Regions from separate parts of the Mus musculus genome. Here regions 1, 2 and 3 are each linked to region 4. A link is a contact called in public Hi-C and targeted proximity ligation data. All regions are on one chromosome and are shown on one strand. The core of a region is the stretch at or near the end of the contact, and the rest is flanking DNA. Distances in the headings are between cores, read along the strand shown.

The links. Hi-C and Micro-C count contacts between places; a contact is called where the count stands out from the background.
Region 1: a contact with region 4 is called in a Hi-C map of bone marrow-derived macrophages, with 28 read pairs. A contact is called at or near these places in 8 of 39 promoter capture datasets (the 3T3-L1 cell line, the C10 cell line, HPC-7-derived erythroid cells and 3 more), 1 of 484 Hi-C or Micro-C datasets (bone marrow-derived macrophages), 3 of 130 datasets of targeted methods (cardiomyocytes and embryonic stem cells) and 3 of 9 other capture datasets (adipose tissue, liver and pancreatic islet).
Region 2: a contact with region 4 is called in a Hi-C map of bone marrow-derived macrophages, with 26 read pairs. A contact is called at or near these places in 5 of 484 Hi-C or Micro-C datasets (the AML12 cell line, bone marrow-derived macrophages, brown adipocytes and 2 more) and 5 of 130 datasets of targeted methods (bone marrow-derived dendritic cells, cardiomyocytes, embryonic stem cells and 2 more).
Region 3: a contact with region 4 is called in a targeted proximity ligation map of embryonic stem cells, with 3 times the contacts expected there. A contact is called at or near these places in 2 of 39 promoter capture datasets (cranial neural crest and liver), 1 of 484 Hi-C or Micro-C datasets (embryonic stem cells) and 6 of 130 datasets of targeted methods (embryonic stem cells, extraembryonic endoderm stem cells, large pre-B cells and 2 more).

The regions. Positions count from the first base shown.
Region 1 is chr19:37,331,967-37,339,203 of GRCm38.p6, reverse strand. It overlaps Ide (insulin degrading enzyme), which reads left to right and starts at 4,660. Exons shown (of 25, transcript NM_031156.4): 1 at 4,660-4,672. The coding sequence starts at 4,660.
Region 2 is chr19:37,281,020-37,288,363 of GRCm38.p6, reverse strand. It overlaps Ide (insulin degrading enzyme), which reads left to right. Exons shown (of 25, transcript NM_031156.4): 16 at 156-266; 17 at 1,131-1,251; 18 at 3,067-3,158; 19 at 4,132-4,243. Among named protein-coding and RNA genes, the nearest start is that of 4931408D14Rik, 21 kb to the right of the region's middle.
Region 3 is chr19:37,371,361-37,378,541 of GRCm38.p6, reverse strand. Kif11 (kinesin family member 11) reads right to left here and starts at 2,160. Exons shown (of 22, transcript NM_010615.2): 1 at 1,875-2,160. The coding sequence starts at 1,948.
Region 4 is chr19:37,015,000-37,022,066 of GRCm38.p6, reverse strand. It overlaps Cpeb3 (cytoplasmic polyadenylation element binding protein 3), which reads left to right. Exons shown (of 11, transcript NM_001290827.1): 11 at 1-776. Among named protein-coding and RNA genes, the nearest start is that of Btaf1, 92 kb to the right of the region's middle.

The DNA.
Region 1 (7,237 bases), core at 3,411-5,910, 320 kb before region 4:
ATTACAAATCCTTCCGCGGAACACACCCACCCACTCCCCAAACCGCATATTCTTAGGGACCAGCAAAATGACTGGGTAGGTAAAGGGGCCATCAATCCTAAAGGCTAAAGGCCAGAACTGACTCTCTCAAGTTGTCTGTCTTCACACACACACACACACATACACACACACACATACACACACAAACACACACACACACAAAAATATTATAAAAATTTAAATTCTTAAAAACACTTGGTACAGGGGTTTGGAAGCGATTTTTATTATGCAGAGGTGTGGGAAACGTGGAACTCAGGCCTTCTCGTGCTTTACTTCATACTTGAGTTGTGTTTGGTTTTGGGGTGCAGCCTGGCCCATGCTGAGCTCCTAGTGGAAGACGAAGTTGCATCTGCAACCCAGGTGGAGGTTCCAGATGTGTTGCAGTTTGATGAACATCAGGCTTCTGGGGTTTCTGTTGTGGGCGCCTGCTTATTTCTAGTAAGAGGTCTGGCTTCCTTCTTTTTCATTCTACTCTGATTGTCTGCTTCCCTCTCTTCTCCTAAACTGGGCGAGGTACTGTTCTTCTCTTACTTTATTGTGTAAATGACTTTGTCACCAGCTTAAAAGGTGTATGGTTTTTCTATCTACCTGGGCTGTGTCCTCCAGAGCAAGGGCTCTGGGTCCTTATCTTTGCAGTGGATGGCTGGATGTACACCATTTGGTGCAAGACAGGGTCTGGGCCTTCATGGGTCTCCTGAAATGTTGGTTGGCTATGGGGGAGTGGGCCGAAGCCCAGCCCAGGAGGATGTAAGTTGTAACTTTTGGTGAAATGATGTTGGGTAATGATTTACCATCCCTGAGCTTCAGCTTCTAGGGTGAGGTAGGAGACTAGCTTACTTGGAGATCTTGTTACAATGTAGAAGAATGTGGTGAGTAGGTCTGTGGTGGATCCTGATAGTTTACTTCGAGACAGTCTCCAGGAGAAGCCAGCATCGCCAGTTTTCAAATTAAAAAGGACTGAGTAGTATGGTTGGCTCTTTTGTGAGTATACTTGTTTTAAATTCTGAAGAAAAGCACAAACTGTGTAATTTCTAAACATGCCTCAGTTTATTGGAATGCTGAGTGATGACAGGATGTTTCCAGTGTATTAATATCCCTAAAGTTGACAGCGATTTTATTGCTCCTACATTTTTGACTTTGACAAGTTAAAAATACTAATAAGTGTCTGAGAAAGAAAGTGAGGTAGCACTTGCTCTCCGTCTAAAACTCGGGGATGCTTCCTTGTTGAAGACTAGGCTTATGCTAATGAGGGAGCTGTGACAGAGAGGCATGTGACCTCGAGTATAAATATAAGTACAGGCAAGCTGTTGATGAATCCATCAGGAGGTGTTCTCAGTTGTCTCCCCAGTTCAGAAGGTAAGAGTCCTCTGTAGAGAGGGTTGATAATAAACTCTGTGAATGAGTCTTTTTGAAAACTAACTTTCTTTCTTCCTTTCTTTCTTTCTTCCTTCCTTCCTTCCTTCCTTCCTTCCTTCCTTTCTTCCTTTCTTTCTCTCTCTCTTTCTCTCTCTCTCTCTCCCTCCTTCCCTCCCTTCCTTCCTTCCTTCCTTCCTTCCTTCCTTTAACTTCTTTAGAAAACCGTTGTATTTGATATGCAGCATTGCTAGTTGGGACATTTTTAGCTACTCTTGGTTCTGTGTACATATGTCTAAAAGAAGCTGCACTGGTTTTAATGTGTAACTGGAGAGTAAGTTTGTCTCTTCTTTTCTCAGCCACACAAGGGATATGAATTAGGTACCACTTCAGTGTCCAAATGCTTACAGCCATGTCTGTAATGGACTCCAGTCACTTAGAAGTAGTGTCTGCTGGGCCTGAAACTGTCCGTCTCCTGGAGTTCTGCAGCCCTGCTTCCTGTGTCTCTGTTTTACTGTGTGTGGAGGTTGAAATAGCATCTTGCTACATTACCCAGGCTGCCCTCTGACTTGTTCATCCTGCTTTGGCCTCCTGGTTATTAGGATTACAAGTGCCTGGCACAATCTAAACATCTCTTTTCCTACAAAATTTAAATATGGATAAAGGAAATTGAAAACCTGCAAGAAGTCCCATTTGTGTTGCTCATAGTTGAATTGGTCATCTTTCTATAATGAGGTGGGGTTTTGTTTTAATTTTTGAGGTAGGACTCAATGCAGATTGGCCCCAGATTCCAAACAGAGCTCCTTATGTACTGAGAATGGCCTGTGTCCACATCCTGAAAGCTGGGCTTACAGCCTGAAATGCTTCCTCGCCTCTTCTAATGGTTTTTAACCCCCAGCGAGTTAGACAGTGTGTAATATCAAAGTGAGCTCGATCTCTGCTGTGTGTTAGAGGGAAGTCATCACCATCATTTTTCAAATCACTTGTAATCCTTGCGTCTCCTAAAGAGAACACCCTGGGCCATAGCAGAAGCTGCAATACATGATGGTCGTGGAAGTAGAAACCCTTGAGGTTTAGCTTCACCTAAAGAAAAGCTTCATTAGCTGCCTGCCCTCTCTCCCTGTGGTGAAACCTTGCTGGGCGCGCGCATACTGCACTGTTTATTACTACATTATTTGTTTGTTTTGTTTTGTGACAGTGTCTTTGTGTGGCCAGCTAGCCCAGAACTCCATATGTAGATCACACTAGCCTCAAAGTCCCAGAGATCTGCATGCTCGTGCTTCCAAGTGCTAGGATTAAAGGAATGCATGCCCATGCCCGTTTCCCTTCCGTTCTTCCCTCCGTCCCTTTCTTCCTTTCTCCCCCTCTCCCTTACTTTTCCTTTGGGGAAAGGTTATTTGGTAGCATATGATATTATTCTCTCTCCTATTATGTGTCTTCTCTCCTCTTTTTGATATACGGTCTTTCTGTCACTAGATTGGAATTCAGTTCCTCCCACCCGCCCCAGTGCTGGGTGAACACACCTATCTCATCCACTTGTAACAGCTGAGATCTTTTTGTTTGTTTAGGCTTTTTGAGATTGGGTGGTGAGTGGGGAGGGTCATGAGAGGTATAGAGGAGGAGGTCTTGGGACTTAGTTTGTGCGCTGTGAGGGGTGGGGAGCATTTTGGTATCTAACCACTGCAGATCTTTCGAACCTCCATTTTGACATTATAGGTGAATACCGACACTCTTGCCTCCTCTTTTTCCTCCTCTTCTTCCTCCTCTTCCTCCTCCTCTTTTTTTTGTTGTTTTGTTTTGTTTTTTGAGACAGGGTTTCTCTGTGACTGGAACTCACAGTTCCAGGCTGTCCTGGAACTCACTCTCTAGACCAGGCTGGCCTCGAACTCAGAAATTCACCTGCCTCTACCTCCCAAGTGCTGCCTCTTCCTCCCAAGTGCTTGGGATTAAAGGCATGCGCCACCACTGCCTGGTGGAAAGTAACATTTCTAAATTGTGATTCTATATTGAACTCAAAGTTTTTAAAACAAGGTACTGAAGGCATTTGCTACTTTTAAACAAATTTGTCTTTTGAGAATGAAGTACCCAGACTTGTTACCAAACACATCTGTGTGCCCTTATCTGGAGTCTTAAGCACACGTCTTTGCTATCCTGAGGCATGTGTTTTGTAACAAATACTGAGCTTTAGACTTTGATATTCATCTTCCTTATTAATTCTTGCATTATGGCTACAGATATAGGAAACAGTTGTTAGTAATGGCATGTCACTGGGGCATGGTGGAACATGTTGGTGATGCTTGGAATCCCAGCACTTGGGAGGTAGATCAGGAACTCAGTATCATCAGCAGTTACATATTCTAGTATAAGGCCTGTCTGGGTTACAACACATACAACATACAACCCCATTCCCTAAACAGGTGTCTCACTTCCAAATTCTCTCTCTCTCTCTCTCTCTCTCTGTGTGTGTGTGTTTGTGTGTATATGTGTGTAGAAGCTGAGGCTGATGTGATGTGCAGTATATTCCTTAGTCATTGCCCACCTTACTTTGTTTGTTTTATTTCTGCACATGTGAGTGGATACGTGTGAGCTGTGGTGCACAGGTAGAGTCAGAAGGCGGCATGCAGGGCTTGGTGTGCTCCTTGGGTTCCAGGGTGGAGCTTAGGTTGGTTTGGTGGCAAGCACCCTTATCTACTGAACCATCTCACCAGCCCCAGCTTATTCACTGAGGCAAGGTCTCCCAGTCAAACCCAGAGTTCCCAGTCTGATTAGGCTTGCTGGCTAGCTTGCTTTGGAGATCTGCTGACTCCACCTTAGAGCCTGGAATTAGAGCCAGAAGTACTTGGGCTCTGAGGACCCGAACTCAGGTCCTCAAGCTTATTTAGCCAGTGTTGAATCACAGCCATCCCCTAGACCCTTGTCTTGAGGTGTTAATACAGTGTTTTATCCAGAGTAATAGCTGCTGGTTGAGCTCTAGGTACCAGCTTGTCTCCCTACCCCGGTACTGGGGTTAGAGTGAGCTGAAGCACCCAGCTTTTACATTGACCTCAGAGACCTGAACTCAGTTCCACCTGCTTACATGGTAGGCATTCTGTAGACCAAGGCATCTCCCTGGTCCCAGTTTTGTATTTTACATTAAGAAATATTTATTTTTATTTTCTGAATGGGTGTTTTGTCTATATGCATGTCTGTGCAGCACATACATGCCTAGTTCCTGCAGAGGCCAGAAGAAGGCATTGGATTCCCTGGGACTAGAATTAGTCAGTTGTGAGCTACTGTGTGGGTGCTGGAAATTGAACCCCTGAACCTCTGGAAGAGTAAGCCAGTGCTCTTAAGGGCTGAGCCATCTCTCTAGCCTTTACTTTGTTTTTTAAAGAAAATATTTGCATTTTAGCATTGCCTGTATAAAAGCACGATATGAGTAAAACTTTTTGTTTTATATGTGTGCTTTGTCTGCATGTTGTATGTGCTCCACTTGTGTGCCTGGTGCTGTAGGGGCCAGAAGAGGACATAGCCTTTGAAACTGGAGTTACAGATGTTTGTGAGCCACTTGGTGGGTTCTGGGAACTAAACCTGAGTCCACACACTCTTAATCATGGAGCCATCTCCCTAGTCCTGCATTATGTGAGTTTTAAAATCAGTACAATACATTTAGTATTACTTACAGTATTGATCTTTAAAATACCAAATATCGGTCAAGAATGACGGTACATACTTGTAATCTTAGTTCTTAGGAGACCAAGGTGAGAGGACAGTGAATCTGAGGATAGCTTTGGCTATGTAAAGAGAACAACCTATCTTACAAAAACAAAACAAAACCCAGCCAAACAAAATCTAAGCATCATTTCTGAAAAGAAGATCTATGAGAATGTGGTAATAGCCAATGTCTTTGGCATATCAGCTTTTCTTCTGCTTACATACACAATTACATATAACTTCAAAGAGGAAAATATTCTGCTAGAAATTGTGTATGGAAGCCTAAGATTGATCCTTGATTGTTCTTCCATTGTAACTGATGGAGTGAGGTTTCTCTGGCAAGCCCATAGTTTCCCATGAGGCCAGCCCTGCTAGCCAGCTTGATCTGGGGATCTCCAGGCTTCACCTCTGGAGGCTGGAATGACAGGTGAGCCACCCCACCCACCTGACAGCTCTGTGGGTTGTGAGGATCTGAACTCTGGTTCTCATGCTTACGTGGCAAGGGCGTAGCCGCTGCGTCATCTAAAACCCATGTCTGGAGGTTTTCACACACTATTTTTATCTAAATAATTGCACACCTACTTATGTTTCCTGTGGTTTATCTTTAGGTCTGGCTACTGGTCCGATTACTTGTTTTTCATTGTTATAGTGTGGACTATCTATGCATACTAGGCCAGTGTTCTACCTCTGAGGTGTGTCAGAAGCCCTGGCTGTTAGTCTTTACTAAAGATCTACTTTTGTCTTCTAAGTAAGAAGCCAGGGTACTAGCATAGGTTCATTTCTTCTCCGTAGTTTCAGATGTGTTTTGACTTTACCTGTTTCGAATGTGAACTAGCCGATATTTGAGTTTTAATGTTTTGTCTCTTAATCAGTTCCTAGTTAGACAAAAATACTATCTATCCTACTTTAACGCAAGCAAGCAAACAAACAAAACCGAAACCAAACTATGCAAAACCTCCAATCTGGAGTCCCTTCATTGTACCAACCCCAATAAGAACCCTGTAAAGTCCCATTTGCTGGTGCTGCTTTTTTCTATCACTGTCTCCAGCCTCCCTGGAGAAGAAAGGGAAGACCTGCCTGAGGAAGTCCTTGGAAAGATGAGGTGTCCAGACACGTCCTGTCCCAGCAGCGCTTTAACACATTACAAAAATCACTTGAGGCTTCCCGGCTTTGCATTATTTCATTCCTGGCTTTGGCTGCTTTCATAATGCAGCTTGTTTATCTTGTTATGAAATACTTCCCAGCATTGTTCTTCGTGGAGGCTATTCCATGTGATCTGAGCATATGTGTGTTCCTGATCAGCCTTATCATAGAATCTACCAAATTGAGCAATTTGACTGATTCAGTATAGATTCTCACACAACTTCTCACCTTACTCTCTGTCTCAGTCAGGGTTTGTATTCCTGCACAAACATCATGACCAAGAAGCAAGTTGGGGAGGAAAGGGTTTTTTCGGCTTACATTTTCACATTGCTGTTCACCACCAAAGGAAGTCAGGACTGGAACTCAAACAGGTCAGGAAGCAGGAGCTGATGCAGAGGCCATGGAGGGATGGATGTTCCTTACTGGCTTGCTTCCCCTGGCTTGCTCAGCCTGCTCTCTTATAGAAACAAGACTACCAGCCCAGAGATGGTCCCACCCACAAGGGGCCTTTCCCCCTTGATCACTAATCTAGGAAATGCCTTACAGCTGGATCTCATGGAGGCATTTCCTCAACTGAAGCTCCTTTTCTGTGATAACTCCAGCTGTGTCAAGTTGACACACAAAACCAGCCAGTACAATTGACCCCTTGTCAATTTGACACACAAACACATCACTATTAAGCCTCAACCCTTACATTCTTATTCATCCCCAAGGTCTAAATAACTTTAAACGTCCCACAGTCTTTACATATTAAAAGTTCAATCCTTTTAAAATATCCAATATCTTTTAAAATCCAAAGTCTTTTTACAATTAAAAGTCTCTCTTAACTGTGGGATCCACTAAAATATTTTCCTTCAAGAGGGAAAAATATCAGGGCACAGTCACAATCAAAAGCAAAAATTTAAACTCTAAAATAGCAATGGCCTGAAAAGAGTCTTTAATTTTCCCTCCGAAATTTCACAAGTCAAGCCTCCATCTTCTGCGCTGTTCTCAACATTATCTTCCAAGC
Region 2 (7,344 bases), core at 2,129-4,628, 270 kb before region 4:
TAATACGAAGATGACTAGTGTTAAATTAAGTTTATTGAGTTCCTTGTCTCATTTTCTACTTAATATACCTAGTATTGGCATTTTCAAAGTGTTTTTAAAATCAAGCTTAAGATGAAGCTATTGAAATGTTTTAATACCTTCACCTCTTTTCATAGCTCTCAGTGAAAGGTTACAATGACAAACAGCCAATTTTGCTGAAGAAGATCACCGAGAAAATGGCTACTTTTGAGATTGATAAGAAGAGATTTGAAATTATCAAAGAGGCCGTAAGTCTTGTAACTTGCTTTTATAATTTTTCTTAATTCAGTTATCTTGCCGTATTTTTAAAAAGTAATTTATTTATTTTTATTTCATGTACATTTGTGTTTTGCCGTCATATATGTCCGTGTGAGGTTTCAGATCCCTTGAACTGGAGTTTCAGACAGTTGTGGGCTTCCATGTGGGTGCTGGGGATTGAACCCTGGTCATCTGGAAAAGCAGGCAATACTCTTAACTACTGAGCCAGCTCTCCAGACCCTATATTCTCATATTATAAAAATTGCTAATAATGAAGAGAGGATAAAAATTTTTTAAAACTTCATGATCCTGATGCAGTTATCTTATGCCATCTTTGATAAATCTTGTTTTCTACTCAGAAAGCTGAACCCACTAGTTATACACCTGACTGTCAGCTTCAAATCTACCATGGCTGCAGTTCTGGATCTGGGGGAAACTCCAGTGAGAGACTCCTTACAGTTTTCCTCCCAGCCTTCATCTCAGACAGAGGGCTGCCTGCTGGAAGAATTTTAGTTGGACATTCAGTAGCTACTACCCCTGTTACTTGCTAATGGAGACTTTTTGATGCTGTGCAGTATCTGAGGATCCCTGCAGACTGGGGCTTACTTTCTAAGGCACGCAAGGTGTCCCTTAGTGGAGGCATGCAGATGTATGTTAGAGGGGAAGATGTGGCCTGGGCGATGAAAATGCATGGCCTTTAGTTTAAGAACCAGAGAAGGGTAGAAACTCTATAGAAGAGAAAAACGCAGATATCGTTGCGTTCCAGTGATATAGCTTATGTAAAAGAAATTGGATTGTAGCTGATTTTCCCAGTCGACTTTGAAAATTAATGAACCTGTGTTCTCCCTCCCTAGTATATGCGATCTCTTAATAACTTCCGGGCTGAGCAGCCTCACCAGCATGCCATGTACTACCTCCGCTTGCTGATGACTGAAGTGGCCTGGACTAAAGATGAGCTAAAAGAAGCCCTTGACGGTGAGCCTCTTCTACTTCATTTTCTACCGTAGTCATTTCATTGTCTGAGGTGGGTGGTAAGAGCCTCACAGCTCAGTATGGTCCATTTACCAACTGTACACACACCCAGCCCTGCCTATAGATAAAGCAGTGGTCAGTTAGAGGATTTCTGGGTCAGGGCCATGGTTGAGAAGCACAAGTCAAAAGTTCATTTCGATGGAGACAGAGCAGGTGAGGGTTAGAGAAGAGATCCCCAAGGCAACACAGTGGGAGTGGACCATGTTCCAGTTCTGCAGTGACTTGCAGCTCAGTGGCTTTAAGTAAGACTTTAGACTTAGATAAGACTCCAAGGGTGCGGGTGCGTGCGTGCATGCATGTGTGTGTAACCTTTAAAATTAAGATAGTTGCACATACTTTTGGATTGAAAAACAGTATCTATAAAATGCCTGACCTATTAGGTTTTTAATTAATTAACTTAATAAGTTCCTAAAGAAGGACCAATATGTGAAAAAGGAATGGGAGTGGTAGAGAACTTACTGTTGGGATACTGTAATAACAATTGCCACAGCAGTGCCACCTACAGATGCTAAAATTAGTAAAAATTCGAGGGAAATCCAGTCAGTGATATTACTCGAAGAGTAAATGTGCTGGCCACCAAGCCTGATGCCTTGAGTTGGATTCCCGTGTGGTAGGAGGACTGAACTGACGCTGTATGTTGTCCTTCCCACACCCCCACGCTCCCACCCGTACATTTGTCACTACCACATGCATGAGCTTCTCTCTCCACCCTGGACCACCACACACTGGATCGATGGATGGATGGATGGATGGATGGGTGGGTGGGTGGATGGATGGATGGATGGATGGATGGATGAATAGTGTAAAAATTTTTAATTTAAAAATTTGAGGGAAATCTGTATATTTATATAGTCTCAACTTTTTTCTTCCAACAGGTATTTATTAATTATAATGGTAAAATTTGACTTTGATAGTTTTTGGTGGTGGGCACTTCCAAGTTGCATGTGGAACATGTACACCCTACTCCGTTACTACCCAGAGTAGAGCAGTATGCTTACAATGAAAGCACCTGGCAGACACCACCGTAGCCAAGCAGTTTGTTGTAACATATCCAGTGCCGTGACACATGCCTGTGCAGATGTTTGATGGGCATTGCCTCCCTAGTGCACCTCCCTACTGTTACATACATGACCTTGAGATGACCCTAGATAAGTAAAGGAGTTCTGAGGAACTCTCCAGTGAGAGACAGGAAGGGTGTGTGACAGGTAATTACAATATAGGAGTAGAGATAAGTCCTGGATGAAAAAAGGGTATTAGTGTAGTAATGAAGTCCAAGGCCAGGATTGGTGGAACATACCTTAATCCCAGTACTATGGTGCAGAGACTGGTAGATCCTGTGGTGTTCAAGGACAGCCTGGTCTAACTAGCAAGTTCTAGGACAGCCAGAGCAACACAGTGAGACACTGTTTCAAAACAACAAACAACAAAAACCTTTAAAAATCCTAATAAAGCCTCATCTCTGGTTAGCAATGTGTAGCAGCTGGGAGTGCAGCTGAGTGAGAGAGTGCTTGCCCAGCACGTACAAGGCCTCGGGTTTGAGCTAAAGAACCTTGAAAAAAGTGTCTGTCAGTATTGCTTGCTTAGGCTTTGATAATCCTATTAAAGTTATTGAAAGATGATAATATTAGACAAAACTGGGTGAATGATATAAAGGAACACTAGTATTTTTACAAGTCTTCTATAAATCTGAAACTCTTTCCGATACAAAGCTTTGTTTTTATATTTATACACAGATCATCCTATTTCTTACTCTTTCAGATGTTACCCTCCCCCGACTTAAGGCCTTCATACCTCAGCTGCTGTCACGGCTGCATATTGAAGCACTTCTCCATGGAAACATAACCAAGCAGGTACGAGGTGAAGTTCTAGCAGGCTTTTGTAGACCACTGTAAGATTATTTCCTCTATTCTCTCTCAAGACCTAACCAGCACAATGCTAAACACATTAGAATTAACTCAGCTTTCTCAGGAAGCAGGTCGGAAGGACATGTGAGAAATAGAATTATGATAGTTAACTTAGGCTCGTGGCTGGCCTGGCCTATACAGCCAGAGAAGAAGTGAAACTGATTACCCCTACCCGGTGCAGTCTCTCAGAATGCAGAAATCAGGACCTGCAAACCCCGACACTGCTGTATACTAGACATGCAATCTTATGAAAATGTATTTCGTCTGTTCTGCAGATCACAGGCCTGGACTCGCGACCACTCCATATGTCCCCCAGAACAACATGCTAGGCTCAGATGCTTGCTCGTTGTGGTTTAATTCACAATGCATACTCACGAGTATCTTTTCTGTTCCGGCTTCTGTGGTCAAGGTCACTGACATGGAGCTAATGTCTCCTTCCCAGTACCTCTCCATCTTTAGAAAGGCCTTTAGTCCCTGTGTCAGCACTATGTGGATAGTTGCTTAGATGTCTCTCTCTCTTTTCACTACTACTGTACTGATTGACAAACTCAGTTTTTATCCATTTGGAAAGGATTAAATGAATTTAATGTTTAAAATCTGTTGGGGTTTTTTAAGACTGGCTTTTTAAAAAAGATTTATTTATTAATTTTATGTATATGAGTACACTGTATTTGTCTTCTCTTCAAATACATCAGAAGAGGGCGTCAGATCACATTGCAGATGGTTGTGAGCGACCATGTGGTTGCTGGGAATTGAACTCAGGACCTATGGAAGAGCAGTCTCTCTAGCCCTAAAGTCCGTTTTTAGGAACATATATTTTTGTTTATTGTAATGGGCAATCCAGTAGGCTGTATTGATTTTCACAAGACAGGATGTACTGTGGTTTTTATAATACACTATGGCATTTCCTTTCCTCCAGGCTGCCTTAGGAGTTATGCAGATGGTAGAAGACACTCTTATCGAGCATGCTCACACCAAACCTCTCCTTCCAAGTCAGCTAGTCCGGTACAGAGAAGTCCAGCTCCCTGACAGTAAGTTGAAATGTGCTGTATTACAATGTGGCATAATTACAATGAGTTGAGTGTGCTTGGAAATAATATATGGTTTCATGTCAGAGATCTACAGGAAGCCTCGTTTATAGAAATATGGTTACAAGTAGGTGATTTTGCCAGAATTTCCCTGATTGGTGAGCCATATACGTGAAGGCAGGCAGTAATTTAGAGGAGATTGACATTGGAATTGTCTAGTACTTGCGTATAGAGGAGTCAGAGAATAAAACTCTCATACAGCTAATGAGATATGAATTGTGAGGGCTGGAGAGATGGCTAAGCGGGTGAGGTCATGCATGCGCTGTTCCTGGAAAGGACCTGACTTCTGTTCCCAGCATCCATTTTGGGGACTTAAAACCACCTATAACTCACTCCAGTTTGAGGGCATCTTGATACCCTCTGTCCTCCATAGGTGCCTACATTCATGAGCACAGCTACACACGTGCGTGCGCGTGCACACACACACACACACACACACACACACACACACACATACACATATCACACACAAAAATAAATCTTGTGGGGCTTGGTGATGTGCTCCACTAGTCCCAGCACTTGGGATGCAGAGTCAGTTGTATCTCTCTGAGTTCAAGGGCAAGCTGGGCTACAAGGTAACTTGCAGGCTAAAAAAAGAAATCTGGGCTAGAGATGTGGTCTAACTGGTAGAGTACTTGCCTAGCACAGAACGAAGGTGGGCGTGGTACGTGCTTGTATCTCAGCACTTGGAGGTGGAGGCAGGAGAATGATAAACCAAGATAATGAGTTAGAAGCCAGCTGGAATATGCGACTCTGTCGCCAAAAGTAAAAATTGAGGAAAACTAAGCTGCACTGAGATCATAGCACTCACTTGGAATCGTTGGCAGGAGTACTTTTAGAACAGTCACAAATGCAGATAAGAACATATTCCTTATGTTTTTATAAGGAGACAGCATAAGGAAATGCTTTATATGTTGAGATTTATAATGTTAGGTCATAGTTATATTAACAGTGGCTTCTTTGAATACAGAAATTCAGTGAACATGGTTTCAGTGTGGAACGGTAGTGGGGACATAGTAAACAAGAATAAGAACTTTGACACTTCAGGACATTCGTCACTGTTGGTGTTCCCCGTGTCTGCACTGTCCATGTTCCTTGACCCACGTCACAGGGCCTGTGTCTATACTCTGTTCTCTCCCCTGGCCTGTCATACAGCTATGACAAAATACCCAGTATAGGATGTGGGGAACAGCTAATTTTGACTCACGGTTTTGGAAGTTTCAGGTCATGGGTATTTGGCCATTTGCTCTTGTACTTATAACAAAGTAATAGATAAGAGCAATGGTGAAGGAGTCCCTCACCTCTATACAGCCAGGCAGTAAAGAGAAGGGGCGTGGCCAGGGTCCCAGGGTCCCTTTCAAGCACATGTCCCCAAAGACTTTACTTAACTTCTACCAGGTCCCAGCTCTGTGGGGATAGGGATGTAGCTCAATGATAGAGCATTTGTCCAGAATGTACAAGGCCCCACGTTTAATACCCAAGACTTGGGCCAGGCTGTAACTTCCACTAAACGTTTTCTGATAGCCTCAGCTGGAATAACTACTTCTGAGTTTTTCTGAAACGTCGGAGCTCACAGCACTTTGGCTCTCATTTGGACTAAAGGGCATCACTGTTTATGAGATTATGCATTCCTTTAAAGCCAGGGGTTTTGCTACTAAAGCAACTCAGATACGTTATTACTCCACGCCACTTCTGTGGAACACAGCTAGTTCTGCTGTTGTGCGTAGTCATCACAAAGCAGGTAATGGTTATTATGTACTGCTTCTAACGAGTGCCTCAGCCACTGCAAACCTGGCAGAGAGGAAGAGTTAGGATCTGCTGACCAAAAACCATCCCTTTGCGCTGAACATGCAGCTCTGAGGTTGGGCCTGTGATTAATGGCAGGTGATGGTCTGTGTGTGAGTGTGTTTGGTCCTGGGTTCAAGCTTCAAACCAAAAGAAGAAAGCAGCTGTGGAATTTCCCTTTATGCAGAGTGAGCCAGTCTGGAAAGAGAATGTCACAGTGAATTTTTCATGCCTCTTCCTTTTCCTCTCTTAGGACCCTGTTTTTTTGCTTCCTGATTGCTCTGTCAAATTGTCACAAGCTCAGAAATAGCATACTTACATCCCAGTCTCAAAATGAAGGTGTTAGAAAATTACTCTGATGTAGCCAGCTGATCAGATGTGGATGGATGCCTTAAGTAACCCTTTGCTTGATTCTCCCTTGGGAGGCATTTACAGCTGGAAAGTGAAGCCTCATGCTCTGTGAAGGAGAAAATATTTTGGGATATGTGTGAAAAACTGGAAGAGGAAAAGATGGAACTTACAGCCCACAAACCTTTCCTCTTCTCATGAGAAACAACGCTGCCAGTGTACACCAGGAAAGGGCTTCTAAAGCCAAGCCTTCTGGCATGTGTCTGTCATCCTAGCACTGGGTGGGTCTGGACAGGAGGAGCAGGACTCCACAGCCAGCATCAACTGGATAGCAAATTCAAGACAGGCTGGGCTACAGGAGACCCTGTCTCAAAAGTAAAAACTTTTTTTAAGGAAAGAAAACTTGCTGTGGAGCAGGCAGGCCTCGTGTGGTTGAGCTCACGTGTAGTCTCAGCACTCATGAAACAGGAGGATTCCACGGGAGGCCTAGCTGTGTTGATTGTTTTCTGTTGCTATGATAAAACACTTACCAAAACCATCCTGGGGAGGAAAGGATTTAACATCTCACAGGCTACAGTCCACCATCAAGGGGAGCCAAGCCAGGAACTCAGGGCAGGAGCCTGAAGCAGAAACCCTGCGGGAGAGCACTGCATACTGGCTTACTTCTCGTGGCTCTCCCAGCTACTCTCCTGGGAGGTTTTGGTTAAGATGAGGTCTCACAATGTGACCTTGTCCTCCAACTCATAGAGATGAGCTGTGCTGTGCTGGGAGGAAAGGCATGTACCACAATGCCAGGCTCGCTGCTCTTCTTACCCAGCCCAGGCTTACCTACCCGGGCGTGGCACTGCCCACAGTGGGCTCCAGTGGACTCTACTCTTCCCCTATACATTACTTGTTAAGAAAATGCCCCA
Region 3 (7,181 bases), core at 911-3,410, 360 kb before region 4:
TAACCAAACAAGAAAAAGAAAAACCTATGCCTAAACTATTGTACATAACAGACACGTGTAAACGTTTTCACTGGTAAAAAAATGTTTAAAAAAAATTCTCTTAAGGCCAGCCTTGAAATGTAGGAGGACAGTATGGACACATGAGATGTTTTATTTCTTACTTTGAGGGATAAATACTGGGATTAAAGGCTTGTACCATCACACCCCCACCGTCAGTGTTCTTTGTAACTTTTTATGACTCAAACACTTTGTAAGTAACAAAGGAAATAATAGCACACAGAAAAGGCAATATTGACTAATAATAATAATACTGCAAAAAAATTGTAAAAAAAAGTGCATTTGTTGGGTAGCTTAGGGTAAGAACACTTCTTGTTCTTCTAGAGACCTTGAGTTCTGTTTCTAGCCCCCACACCTGGGGGTGACTCACAACCACCTGTAACTCTGGCCTTAGAGGTGGTGCTCTCTTCTGCTCTCCACAAGCACTCACGTATGTGTGCAAACACCTGAATATATACCCATTATTAAAAATAAAAATTTTTTGAGGCAGAGTTTCTCTTTGTAGCCCTGGTTGTCTTGAAACTCGATCTGTAAAACATGCTGGGATTAGAGGTGTGCCCCACAACTGCCTGCCTAAATCTGCCTAATTTTTTTTTTCCTAAATTCTTAAGTGTGTCTGCTTTCCTGTTGATTAAAATGAAAGTTCCAAATTAAGTAACTAAAACTCCAGAGTTCAGCAATTAAGTATCTTTGGCAAGCCTAGAGTTGCTCACACACACACACACACACACACACACACACACACACACACACACGTCACCTAGTTTAAAAACTTGGGTCTGGTAGCTGAAACTTGAATTGCTTATAACTCCAGAACTCAGAACTAAGGCAGGGAGCTAGTCGGAGTTTGAGGCCAGTCTCAGGAAAAAAAAAAAAAAGGCAGACACAGTGGCACACACTTGTCACCCAGCAATCCCAGCTAAACGACCGAGAGGCTGAGACAGTAAAGTACGCTAACATATAGTTCCAGACCAACCTCGGTAACATCACAAAAATTCAAAAAAATTAAAAACTCTGGGTAAGTTATTTGGATGTCAGTCGGGGAGAGCTGAACCCCACACCCTCCCTCCTCTCAATTTTGTCTTTTGGTCAATGAACAAAGGCAGATAAAAGAAAGAAAGAAAGAAAGAAAGAAAGAAAGAAGGAGAGAGAAACCCTGTCTCGAAAAACCAAAAAAAAAAAAAAGAAGAAGAAGAAAAATGAGAAAGAGAAAAGATGCTGCACCTTAGCCATGTACTTTCATTAGCTCGTGAGTTTCATAAACTCATTTTACAGCTTAGCTTAAATTCAGCAATGTCTACTTGGTTATTAGAGGTGAATTTGATGGTTGCTCTTCGCTGAAAAGTGCGTTCCCTTTTAAAAGCAAACCTACTTTCATCTATTGGACCAAACACACAGAATAAAGAACTATTAGTCTTTCCGAAGTGGAAATAACCCCAAGGTGAGCGCCAAACTACATGCAAAGTAAGTAGGAAGCTTTATTCCCAAACTGACAACTCGGACGGGGTAGCACAGAGCAATGACAGCTAAATTTTCGGCGACATTGGCTTTTAAAAGGGAACGCACTTTTCAGCGAAGAGCAACCATCAAATTCTTTGTGACTGCAGCTTAACTTTAACCAACACCAACATCCCCCCCCCCCCCGAGACAAACCCTAATTTAGAACTAAACGTGGTAGCATGTTTACCGAACAAAACACGGGGAGCCCCAGAAACCGATGACTTGGTGTCCTTCAGAAAGGTAAACAAATCGCTCTCCGGAACGGCTAGCCCAAAAGCTAAGCCTCCGCGTCCGGACTCGTCCCAGCCTCTCCTTACCTGCATCTCACCACCACCTGGATGTTCCTGCCCTTTTCCTCTTTCTTCTTCAAAGAACTCGGCTGGGACGCCATGACGGTCGAGCCAAAACCTGCCGGCCTAGCGGAGACTCAGACACAGTGAGAACCGGGAGCAGCCTCTCCTCACCCGGTGCTGCCAAGGCCACGAGGACCGAGACTCGCAGCTCGGCGTCCCCGAGGTCCACGCAGGCCTCTTGGCCGTGGCCGCCGCCCCGCAAAAGCCGGACAGGACGAACCTCCTCCTCTGCTCCGAAATCAGCAACGATTCCGCGCCTCAATTTTGAAAAATGGAGACGACTGACCGGACCAATAGCAGAGCGGCACGCGAGGCATCATGGGACGCCGTGTCGTCACTGTGGTGACGACGGGGCGTGACCCGAAGAAATGGATGGCGGTGCAGGCTGGCTCCTGTAGTCCGAAGTTCACTGTGCAAGCTTTCAGTGCTGCCGCTGGCGGGCTTCTGGGGCCTGGGACGCCTACATCGCCGCATTCGCTGGGTCCTTACCGCCCTCCGAGGCTTCTCGCTTTCCGTAGAGAGGTGACGAACAACTCGGCCGTTTAAGGTGTAGGTGGGGACCGGGGAAACAGAAAAGCCGAGTCCTCCGCCTCATCGGGTTTCCGGAGCTGCTTTTTCTGTTTCGCGGGATCTTAAATGCGGTTTAGCCTCTCCGATGTAACTTAGCGAGGATCAGAGAAAGCGCCGCCGACCTCGCCAAATACCCGCCTTCCGCACTCCAGATCCCTGGTCCTCTGGATTAAGCAAAGCCAACTGTCTACTGGTAAACTACTCTCGGAGGCAGGAGTGGCAGAGGAGCTCTCCGAGTTCCAGACCAGCCTGATCTATAAAGCGAGGCCAGGACGGCCAGGGCTGGTTGCACAGAGAAACGCTGTCTCCAAAAACAAACAAACAAAAACAAAACAAAAGCTAGCCCCAGAGACTCACTGCTATCTCAAAATGTCCCACAAAGTGAACATATTGAACATCTTTATACCCTTGCCTCCGGCCAGTCTTTCTCACTTCAACACGTGTTTTTAACCAGACCCTTCCTCTGCAATCACCTTCCTCCAAGACTTTGAATCTCGTCCCTGAATGACTTCCTTCGATGTTCCTACTGCTACCCTTTTTTTCTCCTCCCTGCTACTGCATTCACTCAGCAAATATCCTTTAAAAAGCAAACCAAACACATATAGGGACAGAGGCAGAAAGATCAGGAGTTCAAGCGTCCATTTCATACATTTCCAGTTTAGTATCAAACTGTGTTATGTCCATCATTTGCTATTTATTCGTTTGTTTTAAACAAGATATCTTTCTGAACACAAGGCTGGCCCTGTGAGAATCCTCAATGATCTTCCTGCCTTCTGCATACTGGTATTGAAAGAATGAGCTACCAGTCCTGGCTGGTTTCTTGTTTGCTTTTTTTTTTTTTTTTTTTTGAGGGGTGTGGCTTAAGATTATTTATTTATGTGTGGGGTAGTGTGTCTGTGTGTGTGTCCTCCAAGTGTGTGGTGGTGCCCTTGGACAGAAGATGGCATTGAATGCCCTGGAACTGTAGTTAAAAAGTCAGTTGTGAACCACCTACAGTGGGCGCTAGGACCTGAATTCAGGTCCTGTGGAAGAACAGGAAGTGCTCTTAACAGCTCTTATCCATCTCTCCAGCCCATGATTTTTTTTGTTGTTGTTGGTTTTTTTGGGTTTTTTTTTTTTTTTTTTTTCGAGACAGGGTTTCTCTGTATTGCCCTGGCTGTCCTGGAACTCACTCTGTAGACCAGGCTGGCCTCGAACTCAGAAATCCACTTGCCTCTGCCTCCCGAGTGCTGCATCCCATGATTTTTGTCTTTTTGTCTTTTTTTTTTTTTTTTTTTTTTTTTTTAATCTTTTGGAATTAGATGCAAAAGGTCTTACCATTCCTGTGTTTTCCGATGGGCTTGCTTGGCCCCTGTGAAAGGGTCATTCATGCAGACCACTATTCTAAGGTGGTGTTTACCCTGTTCTCTGTCTCCCCTTGTACTACGAGTGCCAGCGCCTCAGTGGAACTCTAGTCCATTGGCACTTTGGATGCCTTCCTCATTCTCATTTTTCTGTCAGTTTCTGGTTTTTAAAGACTGTTTTGTTTGTTTGGGTGGTTTTTTTGTTTTGTTTTTATGTATTTATTATTACACATAAGTACACTGTAGCTGACTTCAGACGCACCAGAAGAGAGCGTCAGATCTCATTACGGGTGATTGTGAGCCACCATGTGGTTGCTGGGATTTGAACTCAGCACCTTTGGAAGAGCAGTCAGTGCTGTTAACCACTGAGCCATCTCACCAGCCCCCATGGCTTGGTGGGGTTGTTTGTTTGTTTGTTTGTTTTTTACTGGGTTGGTTGAACAAGCTTGTAATCTCAGTCTCAGGGTTTGGATTAGCAAATTCAAGCCAGGCTGGACTACAAGAGACCCTAGAAAAAACAAAACTTGACCATCCTGTCTAAAGGAACTTGCTATTTGCTTCTTTAACACTACACTTTATAATTATGTTGTGGTTTTTTTTTTTTTCCTACCTGAGTGTAAACTTCATCTGGGTCCTTCTTCACATTGTTTTGGGGTTTTTTGAGATGGGTTTTATGTAGCTCAGGCTAGCCTCCAGCTCACTGGCTAGCTGAGGATGGCTTTGATCATACTGCGTCCACCTCCCCCGTGCTGAGATCACAGGTGTTTACCACCATACCTATTTATACTGGACTGGGCATCAGACCCAAGGCTTCTTTGTGCTAGACCAGCACTCTACCATCTACACCCCTCGCTGGTTTTCCAGTCTCTTGTAAGACATTTATATATATTTACAGACAAAGTAAATATATCCTTGGTACCTGAAGGAAAATACTTAACATTTCACAGTTTGGGTTTCCTTGTAGTAAAATGGAGATAATAAAAATTATCATTATCTGACTTACCAGGTCTGCTGCTTGCTAAATGCACAGACACACACACATACACAAAGCCCTGCAAACAAGAGTTGGTGCAAAGAAATTCATTTATTTCCCCTCTGAGCCAGAACTGCAAGAGTAATGGAAAGCGACGCCCAGAAGCATATCTATATAGGTTGAGCTGTAAGATAAATTACCCAAACTGAAAGATGATGCCTTTTCCTGGGGGAGAGCTCTGGACAGCAGAGTTTCAGCCTGTCCCTGTGCCAGCATCAATCTCCTGGGAAAGCATTAGGAAGCCCTGAGGATCCAACCTAAGGCTTTATGTATGCCAGGAAGGTACTGTACCGTTAACAAGCATTCTCAACCCTTAAACATGGTGTGTGTGTGTGTGTGTGTGTGTGTGTGTAATTTTAATTTTTTTCAGGGTTCCTGTTTTATTGTTAGAATCATTAGAGGATTAAGTGCCTAGCAGATAATTTTTTTTTTAAAGAAAGAAGCAAAGAAAAGGAAAAAATGTCTTTCTCCTTCATAAGTATCAAAACAGTGTCTCTGTACAATCTTTTTGATTGTGGCAAGGAATTCAAGAAAATAGCTAAAAATTTCAAATACAGGCTCAGTAGCACAGCATTGGGTCAGTATGCTTGAGACCTTGCTCTTGATCCCTGGTACTGAAAAAAAGAAAAAAATCCTAAAGGCTGAGTATATTGGCACACACCTATAATCCCAGTACTTTTGAGGTGGAGGCAGTAGAAGTGCAGCTAGTTTTCTTTAACTACTGATCCATCTCCTCAGGTCCACAAAGAAGGAAAATCTTGAGCTAGGCTTGGTGCTTAGGCTGTAAGTTCCACCACTCAGGAGGTGGAGGCAGGAGGATCAGGAGTTCAAGGTCAGCTTTGGCTACATCAGAGTCAAGAACAGCCTGCAGTATTTGAGACCTTGCTTTTCCAGAGGACCCACGTTCTGTTCCCTGTACCTACTTAGTGGCTTACAACTCTTTGAGATTGCAGTCCCAGGGGATCTGATCTTCTCTTCTGGCCTCTGTAGTCAACAAGCACAGACATACATGTAGATAAGACACTTGTACACATAAAAAAAGTTAAGAGTTTTTAAGTCTTTCTTGGTGTGTGTTTGTGGTATAGTATAAGTGTGCTAATGTGGATGAACGAGCCCTATGTGTGCAGAATCATAGGCCAGAGGGTCACATACTCCTATTGTTCTTTACATTTAAAAGAGAAGTGTATGCTTACATACATTACAGGGACATAATGAAACCTATACCAAGCATTCTTCTATACATGTAAGATTCCTATCGAAGAGCACTGTAAAGGCATTGTCCTGTTACAAACCTAGCTGCTAATTGTTTTCTCCAAACGATGAATTATTTGGAGTCCAGAGCGCTTCGTTTCAGCTTCTACATGAATGAACACATTTGTTCCCATTAGCAACATCATGCACATGGTTTGCTTGAATATTCCATTTGAAACATGATATATGAAAGGGCAGTACCAAGATTAGTCAACAAAACATTTACTATTTAGCTACATTTCACCAGATATGTTTCTTAGAGCCAAGAATATCAATTCAAACAGTAAAGGAAACTTGACTTCCCTTTGGGGGCTGGAGAGATGGCTCAGCTGCTTTTCCAGAGGACCCAGGTTCAATTTCCAACAGCCACACCGACAGCTTATCACTCACTGTCTGCAACATCAGCTCCAGGGAATATGACACAGACATCACACAGGCAAAGCACAAATGCACATAAAGTAAAAACAAACCACTTTTTAAAAATCCTCCATTTGGGGCTGGAGAGATGGTTTAGGGGTTAAGACTGCTGTCTGCTCTTCCAGAGGTCTTGAGTTCAGTCCCCAGCAACCACATGGTGGCTCATAACCATCTATAATAAAATCTGATGCCCTCTTCTGTTATGTAGGTGTACATATAGATAGGACGCTCATGTACATTAAATAAATAAATAAATCTTTTTAAAAAAACAATCCTCCATTTGATCAGAAAGAATCCATCTTATTTTTATGCAATTTTGTTCTTAAACCATATATTATATTATATTATATTATATTATATTATATTAATGCTAGGAGCAGTGGCACATGCCTCTAATCCCAGCACTCAGGGCCAGAGGCAGGAAGATCTCTGTGAGTTTGAAACCAGCCTGTTCTGCTTAGTGATTTTCAGGAAAGCCAGAACTAGAGAAACCCTTACTCAATAAGTAAATAGCAAATAGAATATATTGAACATATCTAAAATAAGCAATGATGAAGATGAGCTATTAACGTAACAACACTAATTAATACTTGAGTACATTTTTTTTCTGTTTTGGTTTTGCTTGTGGTTTTAGTATTTTTTAAGACTGGGTTTCTC
Region 4 (7,067 bases), core at 2,172-4,671:
ATTTTTTAAAAAAAACACAGAGGTGTTCTGCCCTGCAACTTGACTGGGAAGCCCCTGGGTAACACAGGTCCTGCTGTGGCCTTTCCTTGATGGGACACTTGAACTAGTGGATTTTTTGAAGGCTGTAACTAACCTCGACTCTTTGTTGTTATGTGCAATACTGTTTGTACTGTTTGTATAAAAAATAGAAAAAAAAGACAAGAAAAAAGGCCTAAACCTTTATTGCAGACTTATTTTCATTGCAGACTTTAGACATTGTGACTCACAGAACTCATTTTCTACTGTCAAATATGTACCTTTCCCTCATGCTGGTATTTTTTCAATAGTAACGTAGCCTTTGTACTGAGACAAATTTTCATTGTTATTTTTAGAAAGATTTTTTGCTAAGAAAAAAAATTAAACATATTTACATATTTTTCATTTTATTTCGTATTTTCTTTAAGGAGTGCTTTCTCAATCATTACTAGAGTTGTTTCTGGGAGGGACTTTCATATCTGGTCAACGTCATAATATTATTTTGTATTTTTACTTGGAATAAATTAATTTTATGATGCTAATTCTTTAAAGGTTTATTTTTTTCATTTCAGTTATTTTTGAAGCTAAAAACCTTTGTAATATTGTTACTAAAGTGTCTAGTTTTTTGAAATGCAAAGCTTTATGTATTAACTTGCCGATGTGGTTTACAATATGACAAGGGTGGAAACGGTTGGTTCTGTAACGTGACTGGGACTGTAACGGACAATTGGATAATAAAACGACAGAATGAGCAGAACGTGCGAGATCTCAACAAGCCTTTTCCTTTATTACAGTGTTCAGTGTAAGACTAGGGATGTCACAGTACAGGTCTCTAAGGATGTCACAGTGGGTTTATACAACACCAGATGCAGCCAAGCAGCCAAATCCGTGGCCAGATAACGAAGTCACCCCTCCTGAAATAGCATTGGGTGTGAAGCCTAGCTCGGCCAGCAGTGTCCAGTGCTTTCCCTAAAATGTGCTTCGTGTGTGTGTGTGTGTGTGTGTGTGTGTGTGTGTGTGTGCGTGCGAGTGAGAGAGAGAGAGAGAGACAGAGAGAGACAGAGAGAGAGAGAGAGAGAGAGAGAGAGAGAGAGAATGAGAATCCACCACCTACTGCTGTCAGTGTATGTATGAGCTGGTGCCTTCCGCCTTCCGCCCCAGATCTTTCACTCTCATGCACAGTGGTGACATGTGTGAGAAGACTCCACCTTGTATGCGGCAGGACTTGAATGCCTCACCTGATGTGTCCCCAGGCAGGGCTGGCAGCAGGCCTGGGGAAGCACAGGGTCACCACTGTCTGTGTTAGCTGCATCTTTCTCACTCCCCATCTGTTCTCTGTAATGGGGCCCCTTGCTTGCCTTTCCTTGGGGTGACATTGGGCCACTCTGTGCATGATCTGTCTGCCTTCCTGCTGCTGCTTCTTCAGTCCCCCCCCCACACCGTCTGCCCCCCCCCCCCCCCGTGTGCACTGTGGAAGGCAGCTGTTGCCAAGGCACTGCAGTTACTGCAGAGACATCTGAGTGCAGAGCCGGTGTTGTGTAAACAGAACATCCAGGGACTTGCTCTACATAGATGGTGCATTTCTGCTAGTTGTTGGTGGCCTCTTCTAGTTCTGTTGAAGTGGAGAGAGGTCAATCAATAACAGATAAGCGTGTGTCCAGAGGTGGCTCTTGGGTTCGCTCTATGTATTCAGTTTTGTAAATAATATATAGATTAGATCAAGTTGTGATGTAAAATTTTAACTCAAATTGGGTCCTATTGGTTGGAATTTTACATTAACTACAAATAAATGATTAGGGACAGGAGAAATTGGGGAAATTATTGTTTAGTGGTATAGATTATGCGTAGGTCTCTGCCTATATCTTGTGTTTTATCGCTTGTTAGTGAGGCATGGGCTAATGCAGTGTACTGCATTTATGCAATTAGCAAATAACTGCTAGTTTTCATTTTATCTATTATATTAGCAACAAAGTGGCATTTAACTGGGTAAAGCTCCTACCTAGATATTTTGAGTATTGTGACATCTCAGCTTGCCAGGTTTGAATGAAAGGGTAGTCACAGATTAGTGATAACAAAAAAAAGTGTCTTTTTGTTAAAACTGGCTTATGTGTATGGACAATCCTCTCTCGCTGGTTTGTATGCTGTGTCTGCTAACATTTCTCTTTTCTTTTCTAATATCCAAACTTGTCAAACTCAGCTGCCATAGTTTCCATCCCACCAGAGTATTTTATAATTGATACCGTTGACTTTATACCCCAGAGTGGGTCAGGAAGTGGATCCAGGAATGTTATGTTGACTTTGTAAGATTACAATAGTTCATTGGGACTCAGAGAGTTTGGGTGCTCACGAGAATGCCTGCTCCTGGACATTAGTGCTGTTGGGGGTATAAAGTAGTAGGTGTTTGTATTTTCGCCGTGGCAATGATGGACATGATTTTAGATGTTCACAGCTCAGATCTCTGTATTTGATTTTCAACTAACGACTAATTTTAAATGTACTGTATCTTTTCCTACCTGTTCTCTTGGATTGTTTTTTTGCTGGTAACCCTTCCTCGGCTTCTGCCCTGGGGCTTGGACTAACACTGCTTGTATGGATTCGCTACTGTGACTGAACGTGGAGCGCTCGCAGCTACCGCTTAACTGCTTAAACTTTGTAGTTTGGACTTTTTTTTTCTGTAATAACAACTTATTAAATCTAGTTGTACGAAGCACTGACACGTGTCATCTTTTGCTCAGGACGATCTCCGTCTGTTTACATCCATCAGGAAATCCTAACTTGCACCATACAAAACAAAAACCCCAGGTCTTCAAACAGCTCACATATTCCACCAGAGTTCACTCTCTCAGAGCCCACACTTTCAAACGCACAAGGAAATTTGAAACAGAAAGGTACTTGTGGGTTCAAGTGATACACATGGGGGGTGGGGGGCGGTGCTGTTGATGGCTTTCTAGGCCTCCGGCAAGGTAAATTTAAGCCCTGCCCCTGAGCTATTCACACACACACACACACACACACACACACACACACACACACACACACACACACACACACACCCCACCTGATGCCTTATGTTTTCATTGCCAGTCCATTGCCATTTGAGGCCTAATTCCTTAACCAGAACTGTTGTGAAAGAGTATCATCATCTTATGTTTTCACAAGGATACCAACGTCTCCTAAGGTTTTTCAGAAAATGGGGCTTTGGAAAAAAATTGGCGGATTCTGGTCTTGCTGCACGCTTTCTCTGGGAAAAGGATGCGGAACCCAACACAGGGCGGTTCATATCGGTACTAAGGCTTGGGGTCGAGCATGCGGGACTGTAGTGCTCCGGGCTCCCTACCCCCACCCCCACCTCACATGGTCCATTACGTAGTTCGGGATGGGGAGGGAAGAGGGCCGGAAGGGCGTCTCGGGAGGCGGGGCCTCTGTGTCTGGTTGCCGCCCCCACGTGGCCCCGCCCACTCCTCAGCCCAAGTCACCCTCTACGTGTCCTAGACGGTCGTGGGTTGGATTCCCCGGTCCCAGCCCTGCAGGTAAGAGTGCTAGCCTTACCTTGAGTGGCTACAACCACGGCCACTCAAGTTCTCCACGAATGGCAGTGGCTGTGGGCCGCTTGCAGCCGTGGAGCCCGTCGCACCGCTCCAAGGTGGGCCCCCTTTGAAGTCTACGAACAGCCACACGTTAAGGAACAAATTGAGTCCTCTCTTCAGGGTGCCCATTTGCCTTGGACACCCGCACTAGTCCCTTCAGGAAAAGGTTCTGATGTGCTGCCCTGCCACTTGAAGCGGGAGGAAGTATGCGAAGGTGTCTTTGAGACAGAAACTTGTGGGTTTGTTTGGTCATTCAGCACTGATGGGCTGGTGGGTGGCAGGCGGCTGGTCAGCACTGGCCCCGACTGTTGGAGCCGGTGGAGGAGGGCGGAGGGGATGCTTTCCAGAAGCATCCATCACCAATGTGCACCCGCTTTTTTTTTTTTTTTAAAGAGCCTTGTGTAGGTCTTCACCAAAAGATGAAGAGCATCTTTTTGCGTATTCCTTTGCCTTTTGTGTGCATTGTTTAATTCTTTTTAGGACAGGGTCTTAACCCTGGCTGGTCTGGTACGAGCCATGTAGCCCAGACTAGCTTAGAGCATGCAACAACTCCGGCTCCAACCTCCAAACTATTGGAATGATAGATATGCCCCCCACAATCTGAAACCCAAGTTGCTCCTGACAATCAGGTGTGTGGTAACCTGCAGTGGCCACAGCTGGGAGCTTCTTCAATTTAGTTCTGCCACTCACTACCTGCCTAGAGATAGCATCAGCTTTCACAGGTTGAGAGCTCAGTCAGCCCTCAAGGCTACCTCCATCTTCCCACGTTTTAGATGCCAGTTGCTAGTCTCAGCTTCTAACTGAGCAGCTTTAAGCTTGGGTTCACACAACCCACTTTCCGGGCTTATAAAGGGTTTGCTGGTTAATAAAGGATATTGCAAAGGAAGTTGTGTTGGCTAATCTTGTTAATCTGCCATAGCTGAGAAGAGAGAACCTCAACTGAAGCATAGCCTCCATCGGACTAGCCAGTGTGTGTATCTGCTGGGCATTTTCTTAATTGTTACTTGTAGAAGCAGGACCCAGCCCACTGTGGGCAGTAACATCCCTACGCAGGTGGGCCTGGGCTGTAAAACTAGCTGCCGGTGAGCCTAGGAGCTTAGGAGCAAGCTAGTAAGGTAGGTAGGTAAGTAGGGGTGTGTGTGTGTGTGTGTGTGTGTGTGTGTGTGTAAAACTAGCTGAATGTGACCCTGCAGTTTCTCCTCAAGCTCCTGCCTTAGCTACCCTTGAGATGTCACAAATGTCATGTCTAAGAAACCATGTTCAACCTTTTATTTTTTTTATACTTTGGAGTCAGGGTCTCATGTAGCCCAGGCTAACGCAGTAGGTAGCCAAGGATGACCTTGAAATTCCCTTGCTGCTTCTGCCTGCTGAGTGTTGTGAGCACCGGCGTTTGCCGCCATGCTGGGAATGAAAGCCAGGGCTTCCTGCCTGCTACACATGCTTTTGCCAACTGAGCCACATCCCAAGCCCCGTGCTTCCTTCTAAGTTTTATTATTTTAGTTTAGAATATATATTCATGAACAAGCTAAAATGTGCACGGTGTCATACACACACACTCATGTATCTATAGATATTTTTAAAGCATATAGACCCGAGTTTTGGAGACTGTCCCTTCTCCATTGAAGAAAACTCAAGCAATAAGCAGAGTGTATTTGCAGGCAGCCATGGGTCTTTTTTTATGCCAGTTCTTTGCTCCTGGTTGCTGAGCTCTGCGGTGAGTTTTTCTGACCTGGGCATGCAGCCATCCAGCTTTTCTTCTTGCTTTTTGTTATTTTGGTGTCTGCCTGCCTATCCAAGCTTCTTTTAGGCCCCTCTGCAGCATTCTTCCTCTAGGGTATGAAAAGTCTTTCAAGTCTCCCTCTGCCTTCTCGGCTTTACAATCAGCTCTTTAAAAAAGTCTTACTGGGATTTTGAATGTAATTGCTTTGAGTCTATACATATTTGGAATTCTAGCGATATTTTTTCTGAACACTCCGGTGTCTAGCACTGGAGAGTAAACTCGGGATCTTGAGCATACTTTGAGCTTTATGCCCAGCCCCAGCTATGTATCTAATCCATGAACATGGTATAGCTCCATGTCTCAAGGTCACTTTTTGTTGTCCGAGAAGGCTCAACGTATATTTTCACATACTTTGTAAGAAGTGCACCTGTCTTATGGATTCTGGTAGTTACATTTGAAATATTAAAAAATGAAATTCTTATTGCCAGCATTCAGAAATACTTTGAATATTGACATCTCCCATTAAACTCCTAAAGCTGCCTAGCTTAATACTTTTGTAGACTCTGGGGATCTACATAGACTATGACTTTGTTGACCAGTATAAGGTCTTTTGTTGTTTTCTGAGGAAGGATCTCCTGGGGTCTAAGATGGCCTCAAGCTTTCTGCAAAGCCAAAATTCTCCTGCCTCTACTTCCTAAGCGCCGGGATTACAGGTATGTGTGGCTATTCCTTTTTTTTTTTTTTTTCTTTTTAAGTTTACACGTGGGTGTTTTGTGAACATGTGTGTCATACATGTGGTTGATGTTTAAGGGGACCAGAAGAGGGTGCTGAATCCCCGGGGGCTGAGGTTAGAGATGGCTGTGAGCTACCTCATGGGTGGTAGGATATGAACTTGAGTCTTCTAGAACCACCTCTAGCACCCCTTTTTTGTCCTTTCGATTGTTTTACAATGATGTCCTAAAAACTGAAATATATTGAATTGGCAAAGAAGTGGACATGGATAATTTCAGTTTCTTGAAATATGTGAGGGATTGCATTCCTCTTCAGCATATGGTCAGTCAGTCTGGGTCAGTTTCCGACACACCCGTCTAAGGACTGTATTCTAGAGTTGTTGGGCGTATCCATCCAGATTGCTATGCCAAATAAAACACATTAAATATCCATATGATCCACATGCAACTCCAGTTTTCTTCTGGTCCATTGCTTCTGAGAAATGTGAAACCTGTTGCCCCTTTGTTTTTGTGTTTCTGTCCGGGTTCGATGTGACATGTTTTTTTTGTTTTTGTTTTTGTTTTTTTGGGTTTTTTTTTTTTTTTTTTTTGGTTTTCTGAGACAGGGTTTCTCTGTGTAGCCCTGGTTGTCCTGGAACTCACTTTGTAGACCTGGCTGGCCTCGAACTCAGAAATCCTCCTGGCTCTGCCTCCCAAGTGCTAGGATTAAAGGCGTGCACCACCACGCCCGGCAATGTGACATGTTTTGTCAATCACCTGTGACTTGTCATTAACCAAATCGTTTATGTTTAGTTACGTATCTTCCCCCTTTCGCAAGCAGTACTTTTTACTGGAAGGTTTTCCTGAATGAATGAAACCATGCCATGCTTTTTCCGTTGGTATGGTACATGCAAAGGGGCCATGAATGTGCATGGGGCTATTGTCTTAGTCTTGAGTCAGAGAACTCCTTACAGATGTTCTAGACTCACTGGCCATTAGCTTTTTCCTAATCCTCGGCGCTGGATTGTAGCATTT